Linked DNA regions of Mus musculus: region 2 is linked to region 1. Evidence: chromatin contacts called from public HiChIP or PLAC-seq data. All regions are on one chromosome and are shown on one strand. Each heading gives the region's core, a stretch centred on a gene start, on an enhancer-like site or on the middle of the called end of the contact. The rest is flanking DNA. Distances are from core to core; before and after follow the strand shown.

Evidence for each region. HiChIP or PLAC-seq counts read pairs in DNA pulled down with a chosen protein or histone mark.
Region 2: an H3K27ac HiChIP or PLAC-seq map of embryonic stem cells shows a contact between it and region 1, with 5 read pairs. The contact joins two enhancer-like sites. A contact is called at or near these places in 2 of 39 promoter capture datasets (3T3-L1-derived adipocytes and maxillary cranial neural crest), 1 of 115 datasets of contacts at active chromatin or transcription factors (embryonic stem cells) and 3 of 9 other capture datasets (adipose tissue, liver and pancreatic islet).

Annotation. Positions count from the first base shown.
Region 1 is chr1:181,820,158-181,825,412 of GRCm38.p6, reverse strand. It overlaps Lbr (lamin B receptor), which reads left to right. Exons shown (of 14, transcript NM_133815.2): 8 at 3,786-3,977; 9 at 4,636-4,739. Among named protein-coding and RNA genes, the nearest start is that of Lbr, 20 kb to the left of the region's middle. Within about 2 kb of position 3,927, at least 3 of the 459 cell types and tissues checked have an H3K27ac peak or open chromatin away from gene starts, as enhancers often do. A contact at or near this core is called in embryonic stem cells, where this site is marked.
Region 2 is chr1:182,027,849-182,033,644 of GRCm38.p6, reverse strand. No RefSeq gene overlaps it. Among named protein-coding and RNA genes, the nearest start is that of Enah, 11 kb to the right of the region's middle. Within about 2 kb of position 2,279, at least 7 of the 459 cell types and tissues checked have an H3K27ac peak or open chromatin away from gene starts, as enhancers often do. A contact at or near this core is called in embryonic stem cells, where this site is marked.

The DNA.
Region 1 (5,255 bases), core at 2,678-5,177:
CATGTCACCCAGGCTAGCCTGGAGTTCACTTTGTAGTACAGGCTAGCCCTTCTGCCTCAGCTTCCTGAGTTCTGGCATTACAAGTGTGTGCTACTGGCCTGGTTAGTTTTGTTTCCTTTTTCCTTTTAAAGTTTAATTTTTATTTTATGTGTGTGAGTGCCTGTCTGTCTGTGTGCGTGTATGATATAAATTATATATCATATAATTTAATATATTTTAATTATATATATCACGCGTGCCTGGTGCCCATGGAAGTCAGAAGAGGGTATTGGGTACTTTGCAACTGGAGTTACTGATCATTGTGACATCCTGGGAACCCAGCCTGTTTTCCTAGGCTGAGAAGACGTTGCCCCACCATTTTTTTTTTTTTTTTTGGTGGTTAAATATTGTTTTAAAATATTTTGTGTGTGTGCCTGAGTGTATGTTGTGTGTGCATCATGTGTGTGTAGTGGAAGCTGTTAGACACCTGGAACTGGAGTTACAGGTGGTTGTCAGGTACTGTGTGGTGCTGGGAACTAAACCTGGGTCCTCTGAAAGAGCAGTGTGTGCTCTTAAATTCTGAGCCATCTCTCCAGTGCCTAGCAAATACTTTTAACTAGAGCGATCTCTCCAGCATGCTTCATTTTCTCAATAGCACATACCATCTGTCTTAGTCAGGGTTTCTATTCCTGCACAAACATCATGACTAAGAAGCAAGTTGGGGAGGAAAGGGTTTATTCAGCTTACACTTCCATACTGCTGTTCATCACCAAAGGAAGTCAAGACTGGAACTCAAGCAGGTCAGGAAGCAGGAGCTGATTCAGAGGCCATGGAGGGATGCTGCCTACTGGCTTGCTTCCCCTGGCTTGCTCAGCTTGCTCTCTTATAGAACCCAAAACTACCAGCCCAGGGATGGCACTACCCACATTGGGCCCTCCTACCCTTGATCACTAATTGAGAAAATGCCTTACAGCTGGATCTCATGGAGACATTTCCTCAAGAGAGGCTCCTTCTCTGTGACAACTCCATCCTGTGTCAAGTTGACACACAACCAGCCAGTACACCATCATTCAGCATATGCTTTAAGGTTTTCCCATAGCAGGCATTCTCGTGGCTCTCAGAAGGCTCCCCTGTTGTATACATCCCAGTCACTCCCACCTAGGAGCCCGCTGCTCCTGTCCTTGTGTGCCTGGCTCCAGCTGACTGGCCTCTGAGAGCTGTCTCTTGAATGTGTGTCCACTCTTGTCAACCCTTTGCTTGAAAACATCTTTCCCTATGCTTTTTGCACCACGGAGCTGTAGTCAGTATTGCTTCTTCATGAAGGGGAAGACGCAAGGAAAGGTGTGGAACTTGGCTGGAACTGCACAAGCAAGGAGAAAGCATTGGCTTCTTCCTTGCCTCTTTTGTTTTATTTTCTGACAGTTATGGCTTGCCACATCAGTGTCTTTTCTGTTTAGTGGACTTTTTCCTGGTGGGCACTAGTTTTGTGGGCTAGCTTGTGTTTAGTACATACTTGGCACTAGGGAGCTATGCGTGTTGAGCAGGGAAGGCAGCGTGGAGCTTGTGTAACAGAGCTTGTGAAAGGCTCTTTTGTCTGAGTATCTTGATAGTCAGCACATGTACAGCTTTACCTTCCGAAGGCTGATAAAGCGCCATTCATGTGACTTTAGGAGTCTCTGTGGTGGTCATCCTTAACAGATTGTCCGTTTTACTAAATTGGGTAGAGTGATGCCATTTATTTCTAGAATTTTATGAAAGATGCTCTTCAACTTATGATTGTGCTTATGTTCACATAAGTCCATCTTATGTTGGCCATACCTTAGGTTGAAAATGTATTTTCTGCAGCTGACCTGCCAGTGTCCGGGCTTAGCAGCACTGTAGAGTTGTAGGTCAACTGTGATTTGTTGAGATCATTGCACTGCCCAGCACTGGGAGAGGACATTGTATGTTGCTAGTCTGAATCCACATTTGAGTATGGTGCTGGATGTGTCTAGCTTCTGCATGTGTATGATGCACTGCCAAACTCCCTAAGTTGAACCACTGGAAGCCAGGAATGGTCTGAGTAAATTTTAATGTTTGGCTTCCATCTTATTCCATCTTATTTTCTAGTTTGGGTGGTTGTTCATGGGCTTAGCCAGCATTTTTAACTGAAATCACTCTGCAGGGTGCAAGCCGGGAAGCAGAAATGTTTTCGGGGCTACCTGCCTTCAGGTGCCGAGCTGCATGCCATCCTAGCCGGCTGTGCACCTGCCTGGAACCATGCTTGCTCGTGCTGGACATCTTTCTGTTCTTGCCCAGCTCCTCGCTAACGGAAGCTGCCTGTCTCATAATCTTAGGCGTGCCATGGCTCTTGCTGGCTCTGCTGGCCTGCTACAGGCTGTCTGCTCACAGTTCTGCTCTTGCTGTGGAGGGCATTGAGGCCAAGCCCTGCGCCTGGGCCCTTGGTACTTGGGTAAAGACTTCTTTGTTGGTCTGTGTTTCTAGTGTTACTCCATTCCCTGTTACGGGATTTTACCTCTAAGGAAGTTCCTAAGACATTCTGAGTGATTAGTCTGCAGTCTGTGGAGTGAAAAACAGTTGTACCACTTCATAGATTTTATAAGGGTTAAATTATTCTTTGGAGTAAACTTGGTATGTAGCAAACATGGCTTTAGAAAGCAAACTTGTGGCGATCCTCTTTTATCAGGGCTTAGAAATCCTCTCACTAATGACCATGACTTGTTTGACTGTTAATTGAAATATAATTTGATGACTTCATGTGGAACCTAAGCACTTCAGCTTTTGTAAGAAAAATGATTTCTTTAGCCAAAAGGTGAAATTGTGCACTCCCTGCCCCCAGATTGGGCAGGCAGCACCCTTAGACTGGCTTGTGACTTGTCTCCTGGGCTTTTAGCCTGCTGGCTGCCTGTGCATCAGAGTGGAGCCTAGTGTGCCCTTGTGTGGGATTACAAGTGTGAGTGACCACACTTGGTTTCCCCGGGTTTTATTATAGCCTCTACTGTGAAGGTACAGCATCCTTTTCTTCCCCCCAAAGCTTTATTTATTATTATACGTAAGTACACTGTAGCTGTCTTCAGACGCACCAGAAGAGGGTGACATACTCATTACGGATGGTTGTGAGCCACCATGTGGTTGCTGGGATTTGAACTCAGGACCTTCAGAAGAGCAGTCGGTGCTCTTAACCACTGAGCCATCTCTCCAGCCCGAGGGTACAGCATCTTGATATTCGTTTTCTATGTGGCAGAATGTGACTAGAACCTTTTTATACCATTACCAACTCGTGAGTTCCAACATAAATATTTATAACTGTATACCTTAAGATTATTCTGCTGTGAGGTAATGGCATTAGACTTGAAAATGTGTTCTTGTACATCTCTTTTGGGAGCTACTTATTTGACTTTGGACTCTGAACGTTGGAGTAGTGAGTGCATTTTGAGATTCTTTTCAGTTTAACAGTGAGTTTGAGCTTGGCTTTAATTAACAGTGGGTAAGGATGGTTCATATTGCCAAATAATGTTAGCATTCTTAAAAGACAGTACAAGAGCTGTGGTATTTACACTGAAGATTGTACCTTAAGGACATTGCTTATTTGCATATATATGAAAATAATCTGGATAATGAAATTTAAGACTTAAACAGAAAAACACTGCATTGACTGGTAGCTCCTGTGTGTTGGGGGGGGGGGTGTCTTTTTGAGCCCGGGGACTTAAGGCCAGCTTGGGCAACCTAGTGTGACTTGTCTCAAAACCCCCAAATGTAGCCCCAGGATGAGTGACGTTAATTAACCCTGTTCTCCCTCTTTAAAGGATTGTATGCCTTCATTCTGACATCTGCAGCCCTGGGAGCAGCTGTCTTCTGGGGTGTTGAGCTGTGCTACCTGTACACTCACTTCCTGCAGTTGGCACTGGCAGCCACCGGGTTCTCCGTGCTCCTGAGTGCTTACCTCTATGTTCGCTCTCTGCGAGCCCCGAGGGAGGAGCTGTCGCCAGCCAGTTCCGGTGAGCAGTTCCATCATGGGTCACATGGCTGTGTCCAGAGCCCTGGCAGCCATGACTACTCATAGAGATTGGTTTTTGTCTAGTTTAATTTTGGGAAATAAAGACATAGAAAACAAGTGAAGAAAAAAATTGAAGGCAAAATTTAAGTTTTTTTCCTCATGCTTTTCTATTTAGTTCTCATTAACTCTAAGTATGTGACTAAAATCCTTCAGCAGCTCTGACTCTCTGCCTGTTTACTTTTGTCAAGTAGTAAATTCCTTCAAAACAAAACAAAAAAACAGGCTGCAAGTTATTTGGTTCTGACCTAAGATATTTTTTTTTAAGTTTCCTATGGACTGGGTGTGGAGGCCCATACCTTTAATCTGAGCACTTGTCAGGCAGATGCAGGAGGATTTCTGTGAGTTTGAGGCCCTCCTGATCCAAATAAAGTTCCAGGCCAGCCAGGACTACATAGTGAGACCTCATCTCAAAAATAAAACAAAAGGTCGTATGTTTAAAAATAAACCTGTAGTTTCCCTAGAGGTGAAGTGAGCTCTCAAGATCAGTAGCGGCCCTGGCTTCCCAGTCCTGTCCTTCGCTTCCCCCTCTGCAGTCGTCTCCTCAGGGAGCAGAGGCCCAAGGTCAGCACTTGGTGAGGTAAATGCTTTCTCCTTCCCAGGAAATGCTGTCTACGACTTCTTCATTGGCCGAGAGTTAAACCCGCGACTTGGTGCTTTCGATCTCAAGTTCTTTTGTGAGTTGCGCCCTGGATTGATTGGATGGGTATGTCTTTTTTTTTTTTTTTTTTTCCAATAATTTCAATGGTATGACTTCATCTTGTATTTAGAAGGAAATGTAGGCAATTTTTAAAGATTATAGTTTTCCCTAATTGTGTCTTAACACATATATATTTATTTATTTTTTTACTGGTTTAAGAGAACTTGTTACGGATTGTTAAACATCACAGATATTTTTCAATTTTTATTACATATATCTAGGAAGTGATAGTGAAGATGGAAAGTAAAGCCTTATTTGACCCAGTTTCAGGCTTGGAGGACAATTACAGACATGGAACCGAGACTCCCATTTTCTTTCGCCGGATTCCTTACTAACAGCAGGCTCAGTCACAGTCCCGTCAAGGGCAGTGCTACTGAGGGGATCTGTAACCCTTATTGGGGTTCATTGGTGCTTAACTGTTGCTCCATTCTTTCATCTTGGTCTCCTCTCACTATGCTGGTTCCTTAGGCTCTTGTGACGGTGTCGCCCTTTTGAAGAGCACTGTTCGTAAGACCATCATTC
Region 2 (5,796 bases), core at 1,030-3,529, 210 kb before region 1:
ATATACAACCTGGTGCATTCTGGAGCTCTGTTCAGGTAACACCAAGTTCTTTTAAGAACTCAGGCTCCCGATTCTATGCATTTGCCATTTAGGAGCCTTTCCAAATGTACTCCTTTGTCTTGGACAGACTCGGGGTCCCATGATGGGGCTCCTCTGCTATTCTAGCTGGGGAACTCTAGGGTGTGTGGGACTCCTCTGCTGATCCATCGCCCCTGCCACCCTCAACCCTGTTTACTGGCCAGGCTGGTGCACCCACAGCTGTCCCTGGCTTGTTCTCTTTCCCATGTGCTAGTTTCAGTTTGTGAAGGGATGGGAACAAGAATGGCAACCTTCCCAGAATAAGACTACAAATAAGACTTCTCATAAATAAGAGTAGCAAATAGCCTGGGGAGGCCTCATGTGAATTAAGTGCCTGAGTTTTTGTATATATATATATTTTTTAAGAGCCAAGTATGTCTAGGCTAGCCTCCAACTCATGGGCTCAAGTGATCCTCCTGCCTCAGCTTCCAGAGTAGTTGGGGCTATGCCTACCTTTAATTTTTAGGAAGTACTTAAGTGTCTGTTTAGTGGTTTTTTTTTTTTAATTGCAAAACATGCACAAAGTAAAATTTACCATGTGAGTAATTTTAAATCATGTATTTGTGTGTGTGTGCCCCTGCATGGGGCCCATCTGAGCCACAGAGAGTATGTGGGGAAGAGGACAAGTTTTGGGAGCAGTGAGTTCTGTCCTTCCCCCGTGTGGGTCCTGGGGGGCGAATTCAGGTCATCAGGCTGGTAGCAAGCAGTTTTACCTCTGAGCTATCTCAGGGGCCCAGGGTGAATATGTTGTTTTAAGTCTATAATTGGGTGGTGCTAGATGAACTCAGAGGACCATGCAGTCACCATCTCCAGCCATCCATCCCACAACCTTTTTCCTCTTGCAAAACTGAAACTCTGAGTCCCCTGGACTCAAGTGTGATCCATTCCTCCCTCCCTCTACGACCTTGCAGCTTGCAAGGTGAGTTCAGTGGCTGAAAGTATGTCATGGACGCAGACTCAAGCGGGATTTCATGTGATCCGCTCAAGGTCCATGACTGTACTATGTGACCGAATGTCACACACTGTGTGATGGCAGCACCTTTTCTTCATCTATTCATTCACCAACGGATATGTGTCACTTAAGCCTTTTAACTAATGTATTACTGCTACGAACAGGACTGGCAATTCCCAGAGTCCCTGCTTTCAGGTTTTTGGAGGATAACCCCACAGTTGGGATGATTGGGTCATATGGCAGTTCTGTTTCCATAACAACCACACCATTTTATGTCGCACAGGGCTCCGAGTTTTCCAGAAGCCCATCACTTGTCATTTCCTCTCAAATGCCTCTTTGCTAACTTTGGTTCTTCGTTGTGTTTTAGACAATGAAAATCACAGCCTTCCTACAGTTGGTTAGTTGAGGCTTTTCCAACATGAAGCAGTAAGTTAGCTTATGTTTCCCTTTGTGCAGCAATGGTTATAAAAACCCTGTTTTTATTTATCTGTGTGTGTGTGTGTGTGTGTGTGTGTGTGTGTGTGAATGTGCACATGGGTGTGCAGTGGTGCACACCTTTAGTCCCACTACTTGGGAGGCAGAGGCAGGCAATTCTCTGGCAGTTCAAAGCCAGCCTGATCTGCACAGTGAGTTCCAGGAAGGCCAGATCTACACAGTGAGATCTGTCTTGGAAAAAAAAAAAAAAGAAAGAGACAAAGAAACAAGCAAACACAAAACAAGGTCCCCAAGGATACCTACTGGAGTTTTGTTTTGTCATATTTGATTTATTCAGTGTGTGTGTATGTGTGTGAGTGAGTGTGTGTGTAGAACAACTTTCAGGCATAGGCTCTTTCCTTCCACCATATCAGTTCTGGGGATCAAACCCAGGGCACCAGGCTTAGTGCAGGTATCTCTACCTGCTGAGCTAGTCACCAGAAGGTAAAGGTGTTTGTAACTAAGTCTGACAACCTGTGTTCAGTCCCTGTGACCTACATGGTAGAAGGAGAAAACCAACTCCCACAAGTTGTCCTCTTCCACATGTGCGATGGCACACACAAAGAAAGGATATATATATATATATATATTAATTATACATTTTAAAGTAACTGAATGTCCCTAATGGAATAAGTAACACTAACAAAAACCACGGTCATTAGTGTCAGGGTTCTTCCTTTGGTTCTGTTTAACTGGGACTCGGTATCTTAAGGCAGCCCAAACAGACACAGAAAGAAACAAATACAGGGAGGATCCTCACCCCACCCAGCTAATCGAGGGGATTGACTTACATAGTAAGATTTAGTAGCCAGAACAATACAGAGCTGCCACCCACATCAACCTCTGCAGTTAAGAAATTCCAATTACAGGTGGTTGTGACCCACCATGTGGTTGCTGGGAATTGAACTCAGGACCTCTTAACCGCTGAGCCATCTCTCAGCCCCACCTGTATGGATTTTTTGAGACAGGATCTTATGAATTACAAGGTGAACTGGATTTAGTATGGAGGTGATGGCGCCACCGCGACACAGTTACTGTCCTGCTGGCTTCCTGCCTAGAGTTCCTGTCCTGGCTTCTCTGGATGATAAAGTACAAACTGTAAGATGAGACGAATCCTGTCCTCCCTCCACCACCACCCCCTCTGGAAAAGAAAGAAAGAAAGAGAGAGAGGGAGGGAGGGAGGGAGGGAGGGAGGGAGGAAGGAAGGAAGGAAGGAAGGAAGGAAGGAAGGAAGGAAGGAAGGAAGGGGAAAGGCCTACAGCTCAGGCCTGCAATCCCAGCTACTGAGGCTGAGGCAGAGGACCACAAGTTCAAGGCTTGCCTGGGCTCCAGAGCACGATAAAAGACAGCTTAAGCAACCCAGGAAAAGGAAGGCTAGGGCTAGGCTGTAGCCCAGTGGCAGAGTCCCTGCTTATGGGAGGAGAAGAAACAGAAACTCCACTGCTCCTGGGGATTGCTGACTGCATGGCCTCCTGCAATGATACTGTTGCATTTGAAAAGCCTGAAGATACTTTTCCACTTTCTAAATGCATTTCTGCTCTGTGCTCTGTGGGGGTGGGGTGGGGTGGTTCTTGTTTGTTTTCTGAGATATGCGTTTCTCTGTGCTGCCCTTCCTGGCTGTCCAGGAACTCTCTCTGTAGACCAGGCTGGCCTCCAGCTTAGTGATACACTTGCCTCTGCTAGGATTAAAGGCGTGGGCCACCACACCTCTGCTCATATTTTACAGCATAACAAGATGATTGTTATCTCTACTGTTGCTGCTTTAAGTGTTTCTTTGTCTTTCTGTTGCCATTCCTTTTTTTCACAAATTTGACTGCATACCTGAAGGGGAGTAAAACAGAGAGGGTGACAGAAGGAGATGGAGAAGACAATAGCAGGGTTGGACAGGCAGGCAGAGGAATTAAGAGCACTGGCTGCTCCTGCAGAGGATCCAGGGTTTCCAGTTTCCACACAGGGCAGCTCGCAACTGCCTGTAACTCTAGTTCCAGGGGAGCCAATGCTCCCTTCTGACCTCCAAGAGGTCACCTCTGTGCCCGAGTGGTGTACATACATTTAGGAACACACACGTACAGATAACATAAAATAATAATAATTAAATTTTTTTAAAGGTCATGACCCATGACATTAGCCAGAACTCATTCCCATGTCACTATTTAAATTTTTCTCTATTATTTTCCAATGTCTTAAATGAATGATAAACTGGGAAGCAACAGAACTTGGTAAGAAAAATACAAGTACTCAGACCTGTTCTATTTCTACTTCAGGAAATGATCCCTCCTTTTAAAAATTGCATTTATTTTTTTTTTTTTGGATTTATTTATTGTTACATGTAAGTACACTGTAGGTGTCTTCAGACACACCAGAAGAGAGCATCAGATCTCATTCCGGATGGTTGTGAGCCACCATGTGGTTGCTGGGATTTGAACTCAGGAACTTCGGAAGAGCAGTCAGTGCTCTTAACCACTGAGCCATCTCACCAGCCCTAAAAATTGCATTTATTTTTAAGACAAGTTCTTAACCTGTAATTCTGGCTGGCCTGGAATTCCCTATGAAACTCAGCGATCTAACCCCTGCCTCCCGAGTGCTGGGATTAAAGGCTGGTTAGGGTCCTCCTTCAGATCCTTCATTCCTCCCTCCATGAATATGACTCTGAGAGGGTTCTCAAGCTGTGTACACGACCCAAGTCTGGTGGGTTGAAGCAGTCCGAGTGTGCTTCATCCCGCTGGCCAGCGTCAGGATCAGCCATGGTTTTCTTAGGTTTCCCATCGCCTGGTTCACTGCGGGGAGAGCCCAGCCCTTCTCTGGTAGCCAAGGAAGAGTGAGGCAGGAGTTGCTTGGCAGCTGTGGTCACAACTCTGCTAACCTGACAGAAATAATCCAATGCAAATTCATTAATTAACGGATTAATTAAAAACAAACAAATGAGAGCCCCCAACCATATGACACTAGTCATTCCTGCGGCTCCTGAGGTCTCAGCACAAGAGAAAGAATCTCCTTAGTTAAAGCTGGCCTTTTCCACTGAAACTTCTTTTTTAAATGAGTGATTCATATAGGCTTCTTATTGTCTGCCAAAATCACAATACAGTCAACATTTCCAGAGCAGCAGAGTTTGGGGCTCCTCCAGGGAAGAAACCCAAGTCTCCTTGGAAGCCAGATTTATCAGGATATGCCCTGTCATTGACTCCCAGGACTCCTCATAGACCGCTTTCCCCTCCCATCAGCTCTGAGTCTTCCTTCTTTCCCACCTAGGCGTCTGTTTCTATTGAGATCTTCGGCTCTCCGTTTCTTGGAGCTCGTGTAACCTAGCGTCAGTGCCGTGCCGTCACTCCACTGGACTGCAGCCTAGTACACGTGGAGGCCGAGGTCTGAACCGTGGCTCAGAGATCTCCAGGAATATCTGCTTCCTTCCTTCCTTCTTCCCAAGTCTGAGTGAACTGGATTCCTTGAACTCTTCTGAGGGATGACATCAGTGTCTGTCAGAAGGGAAAAGAGCATGGCTCTGCGCCTACTCATGCTTGCCTTCCTTAGCCACGACGCACAAGCAACAGCCTCACAGAGAACTTGGCCGAGTGGCGCTGAGCAGCAGCTGGCTTCCAAGTGCTCCTTCCTCCAGAATTCATTAGGTAGGCGCAGGAGAGCCTCTTCCCCGACGGTTCTACAACAACCCAACAGTCACACGGGAATGGTGTCCCCCTGGAAACGTGAACTTGAGCTTTTTAGTTCCTTTTGAACCAGCTGAGGACAGTTTGAAACATTCAAACAAAACTTTAGAAGTATCTCTGGACAACAAAAGGAAATGAGAAGCTAGGCTTACCGCACACACTTTTCAGCTCCCGCTCAGAGCTTCAAGAGCTGCTATCTTAGGTGACATAACGTGTTGCCTTAAGAGCCTGTCCTCCTATCACTCTGCTTGCCCTCCCTCACCTTTGATTGGGGAGGAGTTGTGGGATGCCAAGACTTAGGCGTTGAGAGGCCATCAGAACACTGGCTGATGTGAGCATCTGGATAAAAATCTGGTGATTGGAACGACAGCTCTAATCAACACACTTTCTCCTTGGTGTACTAGTCACTGCTCTACGAAAAGCCTTATGGGAAACACTTGAAGAACACTGGCATATTGGTTAACTTTTCTAACATAACAAATTACCCCATAGGTCTAGTGACCTTAAAATAGCAATCAAGGGATGGGGATTGTAGCTAAGTGGCAGAAAGCCTTAGCACGTACGAGGAGGCCTTGGGTTCAATACCTAGCAAACACGAACAAAAACTATCACTTCTCATCACTCTGTGGA